Linked DNA regions of Zea mays: region 2 is linked to region 1. Evidence: chromatin contacts called from public Hi-C data. All regions are on one chromosome and are shown on one strand. The core of a region is the stretch at or near the end of the contact, and the rest is flanking DNA. Distances in the headings are between cores, read along the strand shown.

Region 1 (6,233 bases), core at 2,229-4,728:
GCGGTACCTTTTTCCCATTCGATGTCTGCACATGTACTTCATTGTTTTTTATGCTAATAACTTCTCCATCTATCCAAGCTAGATTTGGGTCTTCCACCCAAACATGAGAACCAACGATGATATTAACTGGAGTTCCCTGTGAGAGAAACAGTGCAATAAGCAATGAAATGTCAAGGAAAACAAAGCTAAGGAGTAACCTTATGTCTAAAGCATTGTCTACCTCTCCCTCCCTTGCTTCTCATGACACTATTTTGAAGAACTCAGACACATTTTGTTGAATTATTATAGATGTGACTTATTGAGTGCGCATGTTCTTAGCACCTTGCCTTACTACACAAACGCCACAGCACACTAAAAGTCTAAACCCTCTAGCCAGGATCAAAAAGAGTGTGCATGTTCTTAGCACCTGCCAAAAACCATAGCTGCAGCTCATCTCTAAACGCCTCCTCGAGGGTAGTAAGGCAAGGTTGAGCTCCATAAAAAACACACCTATTTCTATGCTTCCAAAGGGTCCAAGCTCCAAGGATGACAACACTATTCTTTTGTTTTTAGGAATCTTAGATGAACCTTTCCTCCACCATTCAACAAAGTAGGCATCTCTTCTCTTAGCCTAGTAAGACCAATTGGGGTTAAGGTACTATGCCAAAACTTGAAGTTGATGAATATGTTTAACAGGCTTCCAAGGTAGACGATGAGATTTTGGACAAAAAGTGAAATCAATTTGTTTCAGAGCATCATTCAGAGGGAAAGAGTGAAAGAAGATGGAGAATCCAGCTTCCAGCGGAATGAGGTGACAACAAGGTAAGCAAAGAAATAGCATACAGTAACCCCTGGCATCTGGCAAACAGCCAGAGCAGATTTACTACCAAAAAAACTTATCCTAGGAATAACAAAATAAACTCTGGGACACAACAAAATTTCATGGAAAAATATTTGTTTTCTTTATCCCCAAACAGTTGAGGCTGGATGTTACCTTTTATAGTGATATATAAGAAATAAATTCTGTAGCTCCTCTGTAATGATTGATTTGAACCCTACTTATGCAATATGTTACTCAGTCATGCATGAAAGTAGAATGGAAATTTGCACTTCCAATTTATGCATCAATTATGTATCTCAGCGCTTAACCAAATTCTGAAGTACAGTAGCAATATGTTATAACTAGCACAGTGATTAGGAGCACTGCCTGGTATATCCAAAGCATTGCAATTTTCAGTACAATTGCAAGGGTCTCTTATGACTTATAAGGCCCCAAAGAAATGGTTTATTATACAGACGGTATGCAGATTGCTAATAACTTTGATATTGATAAGTACATGGAGAGCAGGTAGGTAATACAAATACGAACAGCATACTAAATGTAAATGGTATATTCTTGAGGCAACTATGCGTTAAATATCAATCAATAAACTTGAGAGATCAGTAAGAGCCCAAACCACTAAAGGAATAGGGAAAATGCAATTTGAGATATTCATGTATGCAACTTTAAACCATAAGAACAAGATTCTGGTATAGTGGTATTAAAATTTTACATGCCACATAAAAAAATTATATAGCAACTATCAAAAACTAATTTAGTCCTTACTGCTGGCTCGTCAAAGAATCAATGTTTTCTAGAACAACTTAAGTCAGACCTGTATTAAGGAACATCCTTGGTCGCCTACTTGATATAAAATGTCTTTCATACACAACCAACAAGAAATGTGCATACTGACCTATGAAAATTGTAGTTCTATTTCCAGCCCTAACATCATTGATTCATTGCTAGCAAACTTGAAGCTCATCCAAACTCAAACTAAGGTTTCTTTCGCACTAGGTCACAAATCAGAGGTGAAACCTGAATATAATATTCTTCATATATATCTTATTCAGCAGTTATGACATTACTGCTACATAAACTTCATTGCAAACAAAAGCTAGGTTTTCTATCATTAATATTTAACATGATGCTTTCATCTATTAAGTGAAGTAAGAATACTGTAGCGTGAATACACAACACTGTACAAGAAATACAATCACGTTGTCTATTAAGTTCCAAATGAGACAAAAAAAGGTGTGTGTGAGGGTAGCAGTGCTGGCCCTGAGGGGGGGTCGGACGGTGCGGCAGATCCGGGGCCCCTCAGGCCATAGGGCCCCATATCACACACAAATAATATTAATAGTATAAGATTACTCTATTTATGTACATAATGAACGCATAATGTACGGTTAGAAGAACAAGTATTATATTCTCCTTTTACTTATTATTATTTTTTGTTTGGTTAGTGAAATTGAATGGATTGGTCTTCTGTTACCTCGTTCCTTACTAGCTAATAATAATTACTAACATAAGAAATATATCAAAATTCATATGATGAACCCATGATAAATCACCTGATCCAGAATAAAGTGACTTCTCAAACTAAAAACACCAAGTCAGCTGAGATGGTGACGGTAGACGTCACACAACACCCTCGCGGGAGCATAAACAACTTATCAAGGTTATGATTTTTAATAGATCACATTGAAGTTTTAGTGGTAAAAATTACATGTAATATTAACAAGGGTCTCTATTTAAAATTTCATTCTGGACCCCCAAAATCTCAGGGTGGGGCTTCCTCTTAAATCGGCACGCACAGAAAGTAAGCAAACTCCAAAAATAGCTGTGAAGCTCCTTTTAAAAGCTGTAATTACTGTACCGAGAGCAGAGCATGCTGTGCAAGAAATCGTTTACTTATACAGCTAGGGTTGACAATTTTATCATTGACTAAGGCCATGTTTGTTTCTCTTCTAGATTTTATAAGTTGTATTATGGTGAAAGAGTAGGAAGGTGAAATAACACTTTTGGATCACAAATAAACTGAAATAAGCTACCCAATGCTAGCATATTTTAACTTATTTGTGAGAGAAACAAACACACACACACTAAGGCTTCCGAATGCGCAAGCAGCAGCTCACATCTCAATTAAGCCATCTGAATTCTGAACCAATACAGAGTCGCGAATCCCAGCGAAATATGATTCAATCAGCAGCCAGGCGAAGCGAAGCACGCCCAGCACACAAGCTAGTAGCAGTAGTTGGGAAAGCAAAGGGCTAGACAAGCAAAGGATCCGGAACAGTACCATGGGTGGATCAGGTTCGGATAGGAGGGGGCAACGGATCCGTCGGCTCCAACAGAGGGGACCCCGCCGCCGGCGAGGTCAGTGGCCGGCAAGGCGGCGAATTGGACTATCTCTGCTGCGTTGCCCCACCTACCCCCCAAGCTGCTGCTTGCTGTTGCTTCTCGACTCGACTTCCAACAGTCCTGTTTTTACCCTTCTCTTCTGCGCGGTTGCTTCGCGACTGGTCCACTGCACGTGCTGGTCGCCGCCGGCGATGACGGCGCGGCAGGTCGCGACGACGGAGTTGAGAGGGGACGGAGGGCAGAAATGGTAATTATGTGCTGCTTAGTTTTCTTGCGGTTTGAAAGAAACGAGGAATTCTGCTCTGGTCCTGAAATGCGCAGTTTCCGGACGGGAAAAGGCATTTAAATAGCTGCACTTTTGCCTCAAGGACCTATAGTTCTTCTAATTTCCAACTAGATCATTTTACAGCCTACTAGTACTACAATCAAATCCTGGATTAGGTAGGTGTTTCGTTTCTAGTTACTATTTTTTAGTCTCTTCATTTTATTTTATTTTAGTTCCTAAATTATTAAATATGAAAATTAAAACTCTAGTTTCTGTATTTAGCAATTAGAGACTAAAGTATAATAAAATAGAGGGACTGAAAAATAGTCCCTAGAACCCGCTAAAAATCAGCAGTTTTCGGAGAGGAGAAGTGGTTGAGAGTCGTATCAAATACGAAGTATGTGCGAAATTAATGAGAGTAGATTTGAAATATTTACAAAATTAGCATGTACAATTGTTTGGATAAAAATGATTCTACTAATTCGAGAAAAATATTATAGCATGTACATACCTATAACATAAAGGTCCATACGGAAGTTGAACGAATCAGTAGACGAGCATTGTCTAGTTTTCTTTAGGATGGTATAGAACCCTCCTGCATAAGTAAAGTATTGACGAGAATCGTTTGAGTGTAGGCTTGCTTATGATAACATGTTCAAAATTGATAGCCATTGTTCCAAACAACTCCATAAATCTTAAATTCAAGAATGCCTCACCAACAAGTCTTTAAATAGACTTGCTAAATTTAATTACTTACTGGACATCATTCCTCTCCAGATTTTGTAATTCAATGGACACTCTCTAAATACAGTTGACGTCAATTCTTCACACCCGCGTGATTATTTTTCCATTTCCCACACGGCGAGGTAGCTAGGTCTAGTGTGCCTTTTTTTTCCACTTTCCCATGTAGCGAGGCTGACAGATCTAGCGTGCGGACACAAGCTTCTCTTCCGTCGCTGGGTGTCGCTCCCCTAGAGGTCACGCCGTCGTCGCTAGACAACCGCTCCCCATAGATCATGTCGATCAGCCTTCTCCTCCGCCTCGACATTCTCTACCCTCGACCTCGTCGTCCCTAGGTCCGACAGGAGCAGGCCTGTTCCTCTGACTGTAATCCTACCGCCAAGGCAGCTTCAACGCGCCTCCATATGACCATGCATTCTCCGTCATTGTCGAACTCCTCGGCACTCGACCCCGCCGCAAGCTAGGTGCGTTGCCAAAGAGAGGTAGGCTGTTAGGGAGACGAAGTCTTGATCTAATCATTCACTAGCATAGATAACTTCAGGAAAAAGAAAATGGGCCCTGTTGGGTCTATGCTTCGTCGCCGAAGGTCTTATAGAAAGAAGTGGTCCTCGGATGAAGCTGTTTGTATAAGATAGCCGAAGGTTCCTCTTCGTAAAGCTTCGGCATTACAAACCGACTTAAAGATAGAATGACCTTTTAGTCCATAAAGGTCTGAGTCAATGTTGTAAGTTTTTATAAGGGGCATACTTGTAATTCCTCACAGGCTGCGTCCTGTGCCTATAAATAGTGAACAGTATTCCGTTATTGTTCAGGCATTCGATTAATTACAATCGTATCTCTCGGAATCCAACTCTTTGCCAAGGCAAAGGTATTATTGTATTCAATAGTTCAATACATTATGTAAATACAATGTAATTCATCTACGATGTATTTATTCCTTTCATACCTATCGTTTTATGTCATTTCATAATTTTTTACTGAAATTTTATTACGAAGATTTGAGCTTCGTAATTATACTTTTATCAACCTTCGTCCAAGATCCATTGTTCTTGAGGGAATAATGTTTCATGGACGAAGGGCATTAACATTTAACATTTTATGTTGCCTTGTTCTTAATCTTAAGCATTTGAGAACAAGTCCCCAACATTGGCGCCCACCTCCGGTGAACTCACTTCCACTTTTTTGAGCTGATGGCTTCGTTCAACGACCAAGCTGGAGCTGCTTCGGACCCGAAGTTGGTGCTCCCGATCACAGGTGGCTCGTCCTCAGAGCCAGCTAACAAGAAACAGAAGAAGGAAGCACAGAGAAGGGTACAGCATGTTGGGGTGCAAGGACCCTTCATCAAGTCAAGATGGTCTCACATTCCTATTACCTTCTCCCAAGAGGACCTTCAGCTCAAAGATTACCCACACAACGATGCCATGGTTATCTCTTGTGTTATCAAAGGATTTCTGGTCCACAATGTCTTGGTTGATACAGGCAGTGCAGCGGACATCATATTTGCTAAGGCCTTCAGACAGATGCAAGAGCCAGAAGATAAGATTCATGATGCTACACATCCTCTCTGTGGCTTCGGAGGAAGACAGATTGTAGCACTGGGCAAGATCACCATGTCAGTGACCTTCGGGTTCATCAACAACACTAGAACTGAGCAAGTTGTGTTTGACATTGTTGACATGGAATACCCTTACAATGCAATTATTGGTCGTGGTACTCTCAATGCCTTCGAAGCAATCCTTCATCCTGCCTATCTTTGCATGAAGATACCTTCGGATCAGGGACCCATTTCTATCCATGGAAGTCAGGAAGCTGCAAGAAGGGCCGAAGGCAATTGGACTGACTCAAAAGCAATCCATAACATAGATGGAGCTGAAGCTTGTGAACAGTACAAATTCAGAAGGGAGAAAGCAGCTTCAGCAGATCAGCCGAAGCCTATGCTTTTATGTGAGGACATAGCAGAGCAGAAGGTGCTGTTAGGCTCTCAATTATCCGAAGAGCAGGAGAAAACCTTGATAAGGTTTTTGTTCAATAACAAAGATGTTTTTGCATGGTCAGCCAATGATC
Region 2 (6,086 bases), core at 1,280-3,779, 320 kb after region 1:
GGGGTTTGGAGCGGTTGACCGTTGGAACACTTTGTCTTGTAGCTGCACCGGACAGTCCGGTGGCACACCAGACATGTCCGGTGTGTTCTGACTTGCTGCTCTGACTTCTAACTGCGCACTGTTCACTTCACTGTTCACTTTTGCAGTTGACTGTTGCACTGTTGGCACACCGGACATGTCTGGTGCACACCGGACAGTTTGGTGAATTATACCGGAGGGCGTCTCTGAAAAACCGGAGAGTGAGCAGTTCACTTGGTGCTTGGCCTAGGGCATCAGACACTGTCCGGTGCGCCACTTGCAACACCTTTTCTAGTACTTTTCTCCAAACTTGTTTGAGTCCCCAACTTAATTCCTTTCTTGGTTTATGTTTAACCTTATGCACCTGAGATAAAAAAGACATCTAGGCAGACTAATTAGTCCACGTGGTTTGTGATGGACGTCAACCGCTAAAATCGATTATAGGAAAATATTAAGCCCATTTCTCTTTCAATCTCCCCCTTTTTGGTGATTGATGCCAACACAAACCAAAGCAAATATGAAGTGTAAAAGTTTAACTAGTTTGCAATTTTGATATATGTGCATAGGTTACTTGAATTTAAACCAATTGAAAGACTTTCTACATAAGTCTAAGTCTAAGAATAAACGTGATTGCTTTCTTCTATTTAACATTTTGGACCACTTGCTTGTTTTTGCAATTTTTTGGAAAAATCTTTTCAAATTCTTTTGCAAATAGCCAAAGGTATAAGAATATGATTTCAAATTTCTCCCCCTGTTTCAAATGCTTTTCCTTTGACTAAATAAAAGCTCCCCCTGAAGAAATTCTCCCCTTAGCTTTCAAGAGGGTTTTTGAAATGATTTTTCCTTTTGAAAATTTTAAAATAATGGTGGTGCGGTCCTTTGGCGTTAATCGCCAAAAACGACTTTGCAATGGACAAAGCCTTGAATTGCTAGTCTTGTGTAAGTTGGTTTCACCTATAGGCATCATTGATACTAGGCTGCCTAAAGCCATGCCTCTGATTGGAGCGTTACAGTTATACTCACATGTCTTTTAGTGATTTTTTGAGATTACCCATATCTCATAGACCGCGACCTCACAGTCAAACTCACATAGGTGTATTCTTACAAGTGTACCCTGCAGGATAGTACCTTGCCTGTTACAAGCCTCACAATACATTAAGACAAAAGTCAACCTCCCTTGCGGTACCGAAAGTACGCAACTTCTAGCAGAAAACGAATAAAATAATATAGTCTCTTGTTATACAAAACAATTTGTTCTTCCCAGTTACTAATTCACAGGATCTCCGATCACATAGATTGGGTTACCACTGTATGATAACATCACATGGGCTTCAATCCCATCTCCCTTGATGCTTCATCAATCACAGCATTTACTAATCCCTTTGTAAAAGGGTTCGCCAAGTTTCGAGCAGTATTAATATACTCTACGACGTTCTCTCTAGTATTTATCAAATGTCTTACTGATTTGATTCGCCGTTTCACATGTCTTGAGAACTTTGCATTTTCCTTTACATTGCCTACAATTGTGATCACACTTTGATTATCACAATGCAACAGAATGGCTGGTACCGGTTTATCAACCATTGACATGTCCATCAAGAGCTCTTTCAACCACTCTGCCTCAGTAATGGCTGACTCAAGTGCTACAAGTTCCGCCTCCATAGTAGACTTCGTTAAGATAGTCTACTTACAAGACATCCAAGAAATTGCAGCCCCACCAATATCAAATATATATCCACTTGTGGCCTTGATCTCAGCTGCACCTGAGATCAAGTTGGAATCACTATACCCTTCAAGTACAGCAGGATACCCAGTATAATGAAGTCCATACGCAGAAATACCTCTCAAGTATCTCATTACACGTTCTAGTGCACCCCAGTGTTCACTTCCTAGATTAGAAGTGAATTTGCTCAATTTTCTCATAGCAAACGAGATATCAGGTATGGTTGCACCAACAAGGTACATGAGAGAACCAATAATTTGGGAGTATCTCAACTGATTAATTCCTTGTCTTTTGTTCTTGCGAAGCTTGTAGTCATTCTCATAAGGATTGGCTTTCGCTTACTTTAGGTCTTAACTTCTTATCGAGATATACAACTCAGATTACATGCTTTAGATTGAAGCTACTGTCCCTCTTTTTTCATTAGTGCACCTCTTATTATCGTCTAATTTCTCTTTACCGAAGAAGTCTGTGCTAGAAATAATTGAGCATGTATTTTCCTGGTCAAAACTTATTTTGTTTTTATTACTTTATCATGAGTTATTTTTCTTAGTTAACAATATTTGTTGTTTTACCGATATTTGCAGGTTCATAAATTTTGATTTTCCTCGTAAAGGAAATAAAATCCACTCTCTTGCATGATGTGGCGCCCGCAGAATGAAACCTCCGATTGCCACCGGCCACCTGCCTCGATGAAAGTAACGGCGCCCAGTCGCAGAAACACACGGTCTCGGCCAGACGGCAGGACCAAAAACTAATCCCAATTAACCCCAAACCCAGCCCAAATCAAACTTCCCAAACGGAGAGAGAAACGGAAGGCGAATAGAAGAAAAGCGTGCTGTTTTTTCATCCTCTCGTGTCTCGTGTGTGCGCGCGAGCGTGCGCCTCCCTCCCCATCTCGCGATCCCAGTTCGATCCGCTCGCCCGCTCTCCCGATCCGACCCGCCCTCCGCGGCCGGGCAATTCGGCCGCCGCCGCTCGGATTCGCGTGGGCTCGCCCTCAGATTCGCTCTCCCCGGCGCCCCAAACCCTAGATCCGCCGCTGGTCGTCCCACCGCCGCCGCCATGTTTTGGCGCATGACCGGCCTCTCCGCGGCCTCGCCCGTGAGTTCCCATTCGTCTGCTCCTCATCACACCTTTGCTGCCTCTCTCAGGTTAAGAGCGTGAGCGTGCGGGCGCTGTGACTGAGCTGCGGGGTGGTTTGTTTGCTTGTTCTGGATTGGGTCGTAATGCTCGCTTATTTTGTGTATTCCCGTTTGAACTTCGTTCTGGAATTAGTGTACGAGTGTGCTGTGGCTTAGGGATGTGTGATTTTTGCGTTTATGAGTACGTGTATGCTGTTCCCGTGGATTTGAGGGTGCCAGTGGGATCAGAGCGTGTGCTGCTGAAAGGAATGATATGCTTTGGTTCTGGTTGGGCTTATGTTTCGGGGAAGATTGAATTATTTGTGGATGAGATTCATTTTATGGCAAAGAGGCGGCTTTGTTTGTTTTCTTATGCTGAACACATTGTCTTGTGGCTTTATATTTTATTACACATTGTCTTGTGGCATTCTGCTTTATTATGCATAGGGCACTGCTGCTGCTCCAGAAAGGAATTGCATTTCATGCTGGCATAGTGTACCATTGCAATATGCCCTTCCCATTAATTCTGTTTTTGGGAATGTCCTTGTTGGATTACTTGCATAGTCACAATATATATAGGAAATAAAAATGATGTGACATCTGTAATTTTGTTTCAGTGCTATTTTGTGTGTACAACTTGATATATATCTGAAATTAATTTCTTTTTAAGTGATTTCCAAACTTGACAACTGTCAACGTGAATCATTCTTATTCTTTCAGTAGTCACTGCAAATAGCTTGAACCATGGAGGCCTTTCGTTTTTTTCTTCCTCATTTATTGTTAAAGAGAGGTTCTTAACTGTGCTAACTTAGTGATTTTTTTCAGGTGGATACAATTCTGGACAAAGAAAATTTTACATTGGAAGAACTTCTTGATGAGGATGAAATTATTCAGGAGTGCAAAGCACTGAACTCAAGACTCATAAACTTGTAATTTTCTTATTTATTTCTGTGATATGAGCAGCATATTCAATCTACTGATGGAACTTACATTAGTATTTGTTTTTTTTTGTGGGCTGTCTTATTATAACTTCACTTGTGACTTCTGATACATACAGTGGAGTGGTTGTGGCGTCAAATGAAATGCCTATTAGAGAATAAAAATAATAGTCAATAAGTATGCTTATATGATATAATTTTTTTATGCACTTATCGTTCCTGCAAAGGTCCTCATATGCACATGAAATTGTACTTCAGTGAACTCTATATTTGATTACTGGTACTGTTCTATATATAGTTTGTATTATCTGCAAAGAGTTGCACTTTTTTCTTTGGGCCAAAATGTGTTACTACCTCTACTCACTTTTACATGACGTTTCAGAAAACAAAAGAATACAGAATACTGCATTCACTTCAATCATTTTGTCTGAAATGTTGTGTGTACACTGGTGGGAGTAGTTACATTTTCTTGTTGGAGGATATTGCTGTATGCATTATTATAAACCTTATCCAGTTTTCCTTTTTTGAACATTGCAACATGCTGGTGTTTATTTTACCCAATAGTACTGGTTTCCCTCTATGTAACTTGAATTGTTCTGTGTAGCTTACGTGACAAGTCCCAGGTGGAACAGTTGCTTCATTATATTTTGGAAGAAGTTCCAGAGGATGCTGAAAGGAAGCGCTCCTTCAAGTATGACCATTGAATCATTGATAACTAGTGTTGTCATTTTATGTAAAATCCTGAAGTTCCTATTCATTTGAACTTCTCCTTGTAGGTTCCCTTTTATTGCTTGTGAAATATTTACTTGTGAAATCGATGTCATTTTGAGGACCTTAGTAGAGGATGAAGAGGTTGGCATTCTCGTCATATATTTGCTCCTTGGAGTTTTTCCTTGAAAAATTTCTACCTGTAGATTATTGAATTATGGTTTACTTTATTTTCTTCTCCTTGTCTGTGTTGCAGCTAATGGACTTGCTTTTCTCATTTGTGAAACCTGATCATCCACATAGCACATTATTGTCTGGTTACTTCAGTAAGGTAACTTTGTCAATCTGACTATTTTTTTCTCAAATAATAATGGAGAATTGCGTGATATGACACTAAGATAGAGGAAATAAACTGTACCAAGTCTACAGAGAACAGGAGAGATGTGATGCCCCCAGCCCACAACATGCACACTACTCCATCCATGGGTATAAATAAACCAAGTGTCCAAGTCTCAAACAAAAACAGTCTACTAAAACCCTCTCAACCCACTAGATCATTAGAGATCAGGGGCGGATGATCTCATGAGGAGCACCTGAGACGCCACATGCTGCGCTTGTTAGCCACGTTGTGAAAGAGAATCTGGTTTATCTGAATCATCAGATAGTGTCGAGTCTTTTGGAGAAGTTTGTAATTTTTGGGCTAGACTTCATTCTGTCGTTTTTATGCTGAGGCTGAATTTAGTAAATTATATAATTATGTATAGGTGGTAATATGTTTGATGCTGAGGAAGACTGCTCCACTTATGAGTTATGTTCAGGTATTCCTTGTGTCCTTTTGTGAAAACGATAATTTATTTTATGTATTTAAATACAAAGTCTTGCATCACACTTGTCCTTCTCTCATGTTTTTATGTTCACATGGTTTGTTTAATTCCTAGTCTTCTAATACTCGGTTTAGTTTTTACCTATACTCTTACCTGTATGAAATCTTCCTAAGCAAAATTTGGGGTACCCTTTTGTCTACAAGCTAATAGTTTCTTTTGAACTCAACATTCAAATAGATTTATGGGACTTTTATTATTGCATTTTATAGGGGCATCCAAAGATAGTTGTCCAGCTTGTTGACCTGATTGGCATCACATCGATAATGGAGGTAAGTTTATCATGAATTATTTTAAATTAATGAATTGTTGGGTGCATTTGGTTGATGTTGTCCCCGAATTCTTTAGGTGCTGATACGACTGATTGGTGCTGATGAGACCATATATTCAAACTATGGTGATACATTGCAGTGGTTAGAAAATACAGATGTCCTTGAAATGATTGCAGACAAGTTTGGCTCATCGGTAAGTTAAAAAATCTCTAATGCATGGGAACATATTTAGGACATAAGCGATGGTGACATCGTTTGGCAGGAAATTGCAAGCATAAATTCCTATTTTAGTTATATATTTGATTTTGAAGGGCAAGCCTGGTGCAATGGTGAGAGCTGTCTCACTGAGTCACTAGGTCGCGGGTTCGAAGCATCCTCTCCGCATTTGTGGGGAGGAGGCTTGCCTCGGTTATTTCTTTCCCAGA

The links. A called contact is a pair of places that touch in the nucleus more often than the background predicts.
Region 2: a contact with region 1 is called in a Hi-C map of tassel, with 1.6 times the contacts expected there. The contact joins the promoter of LOC103652598 here to the promoter of LOC541763 in region 1. A contact is called at or near these places in 2 of 25 Hi-C or Micro-C datasets (ear and tassel).

The regions. Positions count from the first base shown.
Region 1 is chr3:226,509,523-226,515,755 of Zm-B73-REFERENCE-NAM-5.0, forward strand. It overlaps LOC541763 (myosin 1), which reads right to left and starts at 3,479. Exons shown (of 39, transcript NM_001111455.1): 1 at 3,102-3,479; 2 at 8-136. The coding sequence starts at 3,104.
Region 2 is chr3:226,831,098-226,837,183 of Zm-B73-REFERENCE-NAM-5.0, forward strand. LOC103652598 (serine/threonine-protein phosphatase 6 regulatory subunit 2-like) reads left to right here and starts at 2,530. Exons shown (of 19, transcript NM_001346783.1): 1 at 2,530-2,842; 2 at 3,688-3,791; 3 at 4,405-4,491; 4 at 4,577-4,652; 5 at 4,765-4,839; 6 at 5,273-5,326; 7 at 5,602-5,661; 8 at 5,738-5,854. The coding sequence starts at 2,804.